Regions from separate parts of the Mus musculus genome. Here region 1 is linked to region 2. Evidence: chromatin contacts called from public ChIA-PET data. All regions are on one chromosome and are shown on one strand. The core of a region is the stretch at or near the end of the contact, and the rest is flanking DNA. Distances in the headings are between cores, read along the strand shown.

Region 1 (4,452 bases), core at 1,838-4,337, 400 kb before region 2:
TATTCTGCCTCTCCTTGGTTTGAGCACTCAAACATTGCAGAACATAAATAAATAGAAATAAATAAATACATAAATAAATACTCTCAAGTAGGTGAGTTCCCAAAGGACAGCTTTACATGGTCTCTTTGCCTCTTTTGTGCTGCTGGGCACAGATTTAGACAAACTCATTGCTGCCTGCATATTAAGAGCTTAATAAATACAGATGGGAGGAATGCATGATTTATGACAGTGTTGCCTGTTTAGCTTGGTGATAATGCTCACAGATCCTAGGACTATGTTTCTTGTGGAGTAAAAATAAATAAACTCCTCTTTGTAAGTTAGAGAGTTGATGGGAAAAACCAAGGAACGCCTACAGACTTTTTTTTAAAAAAGGAATTTCCTGTGCTCAGATAGTTGAGTTCATTTGCAATGTCTCTTGTCCTGACTGACAATGCTGAAGGATAAGTGTATGATATCAAAAGCCTGAGCAGCTCCAGGGTTGCTACAGAGAGGAGAGGGGAATGGGTTGAAAGAAAATCCGCACCGTCCTGCTTCAGTGTCATCTCTCCTCTTTGTACAGGGTGGCTGAAGGCTACCTTAGGTCTCTATACTGTTTGCCTGGTAGGTTTGTTACTGTTTTCCTGGCCTGACCTGGTGATGCTGGTGAGCAGCCAAGTGTTCTGGAAGTCCACACTCTGGTTTTGCGAAGGAGGTCCTTGGTAAATAAATGGGGCTCTCACCCTGTAGAGTGCATTTCTTGCCGACCAGAATTGAAGCTTTGCCTGTGCTTTTGACCAGTGCTGGCTGCTTTCTATAAGGGCAGGGTCTGTGCACAGAGTCACACAAATGCACTTCTCAGTAGGAATTGTAGAATTCGGCTTGTAGAGGAAAGGACTGTCGAGTTGGCTAGACCTACGCTTGACCCCGCTCCCTACATGGGCTGATAACTAAAAGAAAAGAATGTCAAATGCTTAAGAAACAGTGGGCACCGACAGAAAGGTTGCCAGGGCTTTGTCGATAACCAGCTCTCCTTTTCTTCTTCTGCCCTTTTCCTCCTCGGGCTCAGCTAGCCACTAAATGAGTAAATTGCTAGCGGGAATGATCCTCACCAGGCTTGTGAAACCAGGGGCCTAGGTAGGCAGCAGATTGCCAGATGGAGTGTGGGTCTCTCCTGCCCCAGGACATGAGTTGCCTCAGCTTAGTAGCTGTGTGTTGGCCAAATGTGCTGGTTTTTCTCCATGTGTCAGTGTTGGGAGGGATTGCAAGGCAGAGTAGATCCCAACCCCAGAATTGAACTTGAGGTCACCAACATCCTCTAACAGAGGATGTAAATGGTAATTTTAGGTCCTGTATCTCTGTCCATTCTTAGTTATGAATTGGAATGAGTTTATTGAGCCACCTAGCCCAGGTGGTCTCCTCCAGACAGTAATCCTACTACTAAAGTGTTTGAACTTGCTTTTATACAACAGTGTGAAGAGCTTCCTTGTTCCAGCTGTCCATGTGAAAAGTGCATAGCCTGTATAAATATCATAGACCTTCACGGAGAGGCATTCCTGTCTCCCTCAGCCTAGGGACCTTTGCTTAGGCCACATGTCATGTCTGTCCATCTCTCTGTCTCCTGCCAGGTCTTTCCTCCTCTTCTTCCTCCTGTTCCTCCTTGTCCCCATGGAACACAATGCACACACGAACACTTAGGCTTACCCTACTAGGATCCATGATCCTGGAAGCCATCCCCTAATATCCAGTGAGTACCTTCCAATGGCCTCGCTGCTTCCATTTTGCACTGGCTGAACTGAACCTCATTGACTGCTCATTGAACTCTACGTTGGCTAGAGATCAGCACCTCTGAAATAAACAAAAGTATGTCTGGACATGGAATTCTCCATCTTCAAATTGCCACGTGGAAAGTGATAGTTTTTTCCTTAAATGTATACTTTCCTGACTCCTCAGTTCCAAAGGTGGCATCATCAAAACAAACAAACCAACCAACCAACCAACCAACCAACCACAACCCTCTGACAGCAGATAAACTTTGATTTCCCTTGAATTTCATTCATCTCTCTGCTTCTTGCAAACACAGGCCTGGTGTACCTTGGAGGTATGATCTGCAGCCTCCTCTGTTCGTTGTGTAGGATTCGTTGACTTATGGAGCATTTGAACACAAGCTCCCTGTGTTGCCCAGTAGGAACCCACTTGATCCTTTCCAAAGCCACTCTTGTGGAGCTTGTGATGTTCAATGAACACGTTAACAAGCTGTCACTGTGACTTTGTCACCAGGCAAATCTCAGAGCATCTCCAGGCTCATTTTGCCTAATTATTTATACATACAGATTTCAGTCCCTCTTACTGGGCTTAGTCAGACCTGTGCAGGTTATCAAGTATGGCAAGATATGTCATGAATGCTTTGCCATTAAAACTGGTCACTTCTGTCTTGGGGTCCCGCTAATCTTAAAGTGAATAGCAGAAAATTTTATTTATTTATTTTTTAAGCTTTGGAAGTTACAAAATTTGTTCCTTGAAACAACTTACCTTTGAATGTTTGCCAGTGTGAACCTAACACCTAGCCCTGTCAGTTTAAAATGTGTGTGCCTGTATTTGAACAGAGAATGTAAATTTAATCCTAGTAGGTGCCTATTCTGAAAACCATCTTCTCTCCAGTGTAAATGTGCACTTATCAGAACAGAACAAATGTATTCAAAAACAGGAGAGTAAATGGCCTTTTTGATTCAGATTGCCTCTACACTCTCCCCCTCCCCTCCCCCATCATAGTGAAAGCTTTATTATCAATCCCTTCATTTTCTTCCAGCTTTAGATTTGGAGGGCAGAACAGGAAAACATTTGGGGGCCAGTTGTTTTGAATCAAAACAAATCAAGAACTGGCAAAAAACAGTCGTTTCCTGGCTCTCTGCTGATCTGATTGGTGTCATTTCCCCAGCTCAGGAGAGCTGTGTTTGCTCATCTTTCGTTTGCTTCTGCAGATTGGTGTTAGTGGGTGATGTAAAAACCCTCTAACGTATTAAATGGCAGTGAGGTAACACAGAACTGGAGCCCCTGACTGCCTGGCCTTGTTTTAGGGATTTCCCCTTCACATACATCTCTGCTTGACAAGGACAGACAGGGTGTTTTTCGGTGGCTTCCTAGGCTGGCATAGGAAGTGTCTGGTGGCCCACTTCCTGTGTCACATTGTTCACACATTTGACAAAACCCAGAAAAAAAAGGCAGCGGCAAGGGAAGTTAGGCTTCACTTTGCCATGAAGGCATAATTACATAAGAGTGGCATCTAAAAGTGCCAGACATGGTCTTGGAGCAACCACAATTCTGATCAGTGGGCTGAATTTCTGAGAATACCACTACCCGTGGCTTTGAAGTCCCTAACTCTGTCTAACCACTCAGTTTGCAAGATTGGAACAAGAAAAGTGGTGAGTTTGCAAACCTTAGTCACAGGACAATATTTGGGACAGTGTGCCTGGGATCTCTCAGAGGCACAGGCACATTCCTTCATTCCCCACCCCAACATGGAGCCGTTTTATGGAGCTACATCTTGCCTCAGCTTCTCTCAGCTTCTGAGTGGGTACAGTTCCAGATGTGTGCCCCCATGCCCTGCTCTGTGTCTTCTGACATGAAGGTCATCAGACAGAGTCTCTGGTTGGGGCATAAAGGCCTGGGTGCATACTGCTAACTTGAAGCCTTGCTTCTTAAAGAGTCCTGGACATTCTGCATGTGTCCTTTTTCTCTGTAAGATAGGAGAGTAGGGCACAGCAGCTGCTACCTAAAGACCATGTGTGGAACCAAATAACTCAGTACACACCTGTAAGGTCTGTACTGATGAGTTTGAAGCTCAAAGGTCTTTACAGTTCAAGATCATGTATCTAAGAGGATACAAAACAAACTTCAGGGCTAGGAAAATAGCTCAGTGGGAGGATGTTTGTCTAGCATGCCTGAGACCCTGGGTTCAATCCCCAGTACTAGAAAATTAACTAACTAATAAAATAAAAAATTTTTAAAAATCCACAAAAGTAAAGAACACAAACTCAACCCAATGAATACAAAAACCAAACACATGAACACACATGAAGTCACATTATGGAATCCCTTCCTCACTTTGTTTTTTTAGATGACATTTACTGTTATTTATAAATTTGATATAAAAATAATAATAACATTCCTTTACAATAAATCATGGTTAGTAGTATCTCATAAAAAGCCTTCTGTGCTATGTTCATGCACACAGAGCAAGCACAATTGAGGCTTGAAAAGGCTCGTGACCCTCTTGGAAAGGTGGATCTGGGATTGAAACATGTCTGCTGTTGGGCTGTAGCTCCTTAGCCAGTGAGACTTACAGAGATGGTTAACAGTTGTTGGCTGAGATCATACGAGGGGTGGGTACCTAGCACAGGTTTAGGGCACAGGCAAGCAGCACAGCAGACAGCTTATGGATGAAACAGTCCAGTGGAGTGGGCCTTTAGGTTTCTC
Region 2 (4,485 bases), core at 1,621-4,120:
CAAGCCTTGTGGGAAGTCAAGGCAGCAGAAGCCTGAAGCAGAAGGTCCCATCTCAGGCACAATTAAGAACACAGATGAATGCATCACACTGCGCACTTCCTGTTCTCCATTTTTACCATTTGGGATCAGCCAGAGGGTGGTGCCAACCCACGATGGACAGGTCTTCCGACTGCAATGACTGTAACCAAAACAACTCTCTAGAGGCATGCATAGAGGCCTGCCTCCCAAGTAATTGTGTGTAACACAACAATAAACACTCACCATGCTGCCTTTCAGGAGAGAGGGAAGGGAATGAGGCTTAGCAGAGGTTCAACTTGGAACCCACAGGGAGAAGGCCAGTTAGAAACCCAAAGTAGAAGCAACCCGAACGACTGCATTGTAGAAATGCATGCCTCTTTACAAACACTTGTTGTTACACTGCACCAAACTAGTGACCCAAAGATGGGTGCCCAGTGAGGCCAGAACTTCTCACTTCTATCCGGAAGCCCAGAATATACACTGGAATGGAAATCTCCATGGTTTTTAATTCAACAAGGACCTGTTGACCTGATCCAATCTAATTCCACCAGTTAAGCACAGCTGAGATAACTTACTCACCAGCCTCTCCAAAGAGGCATCCAACAAGCCACTTATTTCCCTCTGCAATTCTATTTGTGTATTGCTTTTGTGGGTTATTAATGGGAGACATGCAATTTCCCAGACCTATTTGAAAGCTGACGATGTACTTAGAAGACCTGAGCCACAGGCTTTGAGAGAGCACTACTGATTTCAGCTGGAGAAGCTATCCTGGGAAGCTGACAACCTGCAGCTTTGCAGTGCAGCTGATGGAGAAGCCAAGGATTTGGAAATTGGGCCACATAACTATGTTCTGCTATTGACTGTTCAGCTTCCTAATAATGATGATATACAACTGAGATAAAAGCTGGGATGCTATGCTCACGGTTTCATGTCCTAGTTCGTGTGCACACATGTGTCTGTGCATGTGCGTGAGAGGGAGAGGGAGGGAGAGAGGGAGGGAGGGAGGGAGGGAGAGAGAGAGAGAGAGAGAGAGAGAGAGAGAGAGAGAGAGAGAGAGAGAGAACGCAGAGGAGTAGCTTGCAGGGGTTGATTTAATCCTGTCCTTTTACCACATGGGTCTAAGGGACTGACCACAAGTCAGGAGTCTTTCAATGCAGACCTTTACCTGCTGAGTCAGTGCAGCAGCTGTGTTTGAGGAGATCCTAAAAAACCAACTGCACAGTAACAGGGAAATAGTTTTAAAATAAGGACTCCTAAAACAACAACAACAACAACAACAAATTCTAGGTGTCATTTTATAAGAGGGAGAGAAGGCAAGAAAGAGTGATAGCGATAGACCAAGAGGGAGAGGGAGAGGGGGGGAGAGCGAAGAGTTTCTGGAGATTAAACCCAGAGCTTTAGGCAGGCTAGAAAAATTTCATCACGTTGGAGGTAAACCTCAGCCCTAAAAGAACATTTTAATAGATAGCTCAATTACTCTTTGTAACATTACATTGTAGATACAGTATTTCAGTGAGATTTCCGGGTGGTATCATCTGTGCATTTTGACCAAGGAGAGAATAAACAGGAACAACCAGTCCATTGCATGAAGAATTAGTACATTGAAAATGCCAGTGCCTTCGCATACTTATGTAAAGTTACTGTGCCAAGATCCAGCATGCCTGACTTACACAGGTTACCTGTGTATGCTAGTTCTCTGGGAACACAACACTGATCTATAGCATTTTCCTATCGAGATGTTGTTAGCTTTCCCACAGTGCCTGACACATGCTGCTAAGGGGCATCTCTGAAAGAAGATCTAGGAAGACCATAAAGAATCAGCTCCTGAGAGGCTGTGCCAGCTGATAGAGCTCACCACAGGGGAGCCCTCACAAACCAGGCCTAGAAAGAAGTGTAAATACAGGGCTACGGCAGCACTGCATATAAAGGAATTCTATATAATGGAATATATAACAAGTATATGCCAACTGGAAGTTTATACTAAATTTAAGGATAGTGATCTATGACCCCCCCACCCCCCCAAAAATCTAAAATACATGTTTAGCCAGGCTGTGGGGACACAAGTCTTTAATCCTAGCACTTGGAAGGCAGAATCAGGTAGATTTTTGTAAGTTCAAGGCCAGCCTGGTTTACATAGTCAATTCCAAGACTACAGAGAAACCTCTAAAAACCAAACCAACCCAAACCAACCCAAACCAACCCAAACCAACCAACCAAACAAACAAACAAACAAAACAGATAGTGGTCTAAATAGTTAGGCTGGGCCAGAGATTAGATAGAAAACTGTCTTATGTAAATGAGATAAGTTTGCAGATGGAAGTCTTATAGATCTTGTTAAAATGCAATCTTCTTCTTCAGCACACTCTAGGGTATGGCCTGAGAGTCAACGCTGCTAATGTACTTCCTGTGGGGATAAGGGTGTTGGTCTGTGGGCTGCCCTCTCATAACCTCTGACTGCACTCAAAATAAGCCGACCTATTACCATTTTTTTTTTGATCTGCTGTCAAAGCCACAGAATTTAACAGTATAAACCACCATGCAGCTGCACCCAACAAGCATGAGAGGAGGTGGAGGCAGCGTCAGACAGCAGAAGACTGTCCTTCTATCTATCTGAACAACTCAATAATGTTCTGCTATTGGGTGATGAAAGTCCTGGTGGGCTAGGGAAGGTCTTTTTGGCCTAGAAGCAGGAACAAAACACAAAACAGTCAATCAATCAATCAAACAAACAAACAAGCAGTCAACTTGCAGATTATGTGGCTGTGATGGTTTGAATATGCTTGGGTCATGGAAGTAGCAGTATTAGGAGTGTGGCCTTGTTGGAGGAGGTGTGGCCTTGTTGGAGGAAGTGTGCCAATGTAGAGGTGGGCTTTGAGGTTTCCTCCTGTGCTCAAGTTCCACACAGTGTAGAAGAGGGTGTCCTCCTGCCTGCCTTCAGATCAAGATGTAGAACTCTCAGCTCCTTCTCCAGCACCATGTCTGCCTGGATGTTGCCATGCTTCCCACCATGATGATAATGGACTGAACCTCTGCAACTGTAAGCCAGCCCCAATTAAATGTTGTTCTTTAGGAACGTTTCCTTGCTCACAGTGTCTCTTCACAGCAATGGAAACCCTAACAAGGACAGTGGGTGACTTAGACTGTGGGGCAGAAAATCTCACTGGGAAATCTGTTTTACTCCAGATGAGAGAGTCAGTTCCCAGACACACAGCCATTCTTTCCAGGCAGCCCTTGACCCACAGAGTGACTCCTCAGCTCCTCTAAGAACAAAGTACTGAAGTTAAAAACTGTTGGTTACAACTACCACAAGAATAGCTACCCCATTGGTTTTGAGCTAAAATCACCTCCTTTAAGATACAAGACTCAGCCCTGTCAATCGCTAAGTCTGGCGCATGAGCTGGACCTCACTGTCATTGATCTGACTGGTTTGTTGTTGGTTTCTTTTTCCATCACTTGCTCCATTCCTTCTTCCTTCTTGGCAGGACAATCTCCAACAGCAATGCTGAGACATCCATGCAGCCACACTCCCATGGCTTTTGGTGTGGTTTGTGTCTGTCAAATAGTTTGTTTCTTTGGTGGACTTGGATAAAAATTCCTTTCTTAATAAAAAGAGAAACTGCAGCAAAAGAAAATTCTACTCTCTTTTTCCTTCCCTTTAGTTCTAATGGATAAACAAATGATAGTTGGGGCTGCTACAGCCCTCATGGTGTGTGAGACTAGAAGCCTATAGACAAAGAGCCAGCACACTATGGAGACATAAGCGGGAGAATGAGTAGAGCTAAGGTCCTTGATATAAATATTATTGGCGAGCTCTTAACCTAACCCTGTGACCTAGAATTCTAGAATCCTTAAGTGATTTTATCCCCTACAGTTAGGTACCCTTATATCTTATAGGTAGCCTTATACCTTATTGATATACAAGTTACTTAGCCTGTTTGACCCTAAACTTTCTCATCTAATAATTGAGGATAATACCACGCAGGAATGTGAGGAGTAATTAATGATTTGATCTTTATGCTCTATCATACCAGTTCACCTGTATGATGCTCTCCACCCATTTGGCTTATTAGTTACTGTTTGGAGACAGTTTTCTGAGTCCAGCCATCTCAGAAACAAGTTCTACCTTGTTGACAGGGTCAAACCTGAGTTCATGTTCTCAGGTCCTGGAACCCAACTACTATCCTGCTTCTTCAGATGTTTCATGTTTTTCTGCTAACCAGGAAAGGATGTAAAAATGAAAGTTGCTGTTATCTTGTTGTCTAAATTACAAGCACACAAGTCATAAATGCATCGCCTGTCTTGACTTAATTGACCACGTGCTGCTTGCCCACTCCTTTGTTCCTATATCATTATAAATTCTAGGTCAGAGTCCAGGAAGGGACCTGACTGCAAAAGGTGACTCAAGGATCCTGAAACTTGGAGACCTGGATACGTCCCAGTCACCAACTTTAACTTCCCTGCTTAATG

The links. ChIA-PET counts read pairs in DNA pulled down with a chosen protein or histone mark.
Region 1: a contact with region 2 is called in an RNA polymerase II ChIA-PET map of memory CD8 T cells, with 15 read pairs. The contact joins two enhancer-like sites. A contact is called at or near these places in 1 of 15 datasets of contacts at CTCF or cohesin (the NIH/3T3 cell line) and 1 of 115 datasets of contacts at active chromatin or transcription factors (memory CD8 T cells).

The regions. Positions count from the first base shown.
Region 1 is chr15:53,156,101-53,160,552 of GRCm38.p6, reverse strand. All of the region lies in intron 1 of Ext1 (exostosin glycosyltransferase 1), which reads left to right. Among named protein-coding and RNA genes, the nearest start is that of Ext1, 190 kb to the left of the region's middle. Within about 2 kb of position 3,087, at least 70 of the 459 cell types and tissues checked have an H3K27ac peak or open chromatin away from gene starts, as enhancers often do. A contact at or near this core is called in memory CD8 T cells, where this site is marked.
Region 2 is chr15:52,751,871-52,756,355 of GRCm38.p6, reverse strand. All of the region lies in intron 3 of Gm41323 (a long non-coding RNA gene), which reads left to right. Among named protein-coding and RNA genes, the nearest start is that of Gm34794, 32 kb to the left of the region's middle. Within about 2 kb of position 2,870, at least 56 of the 459 cell types and tissues checked have an H3K27ac peak or open chromatin away from gene starts, as enhancers often do. A contact at or near this core is called in memory CD8 T cells, where this site is marked.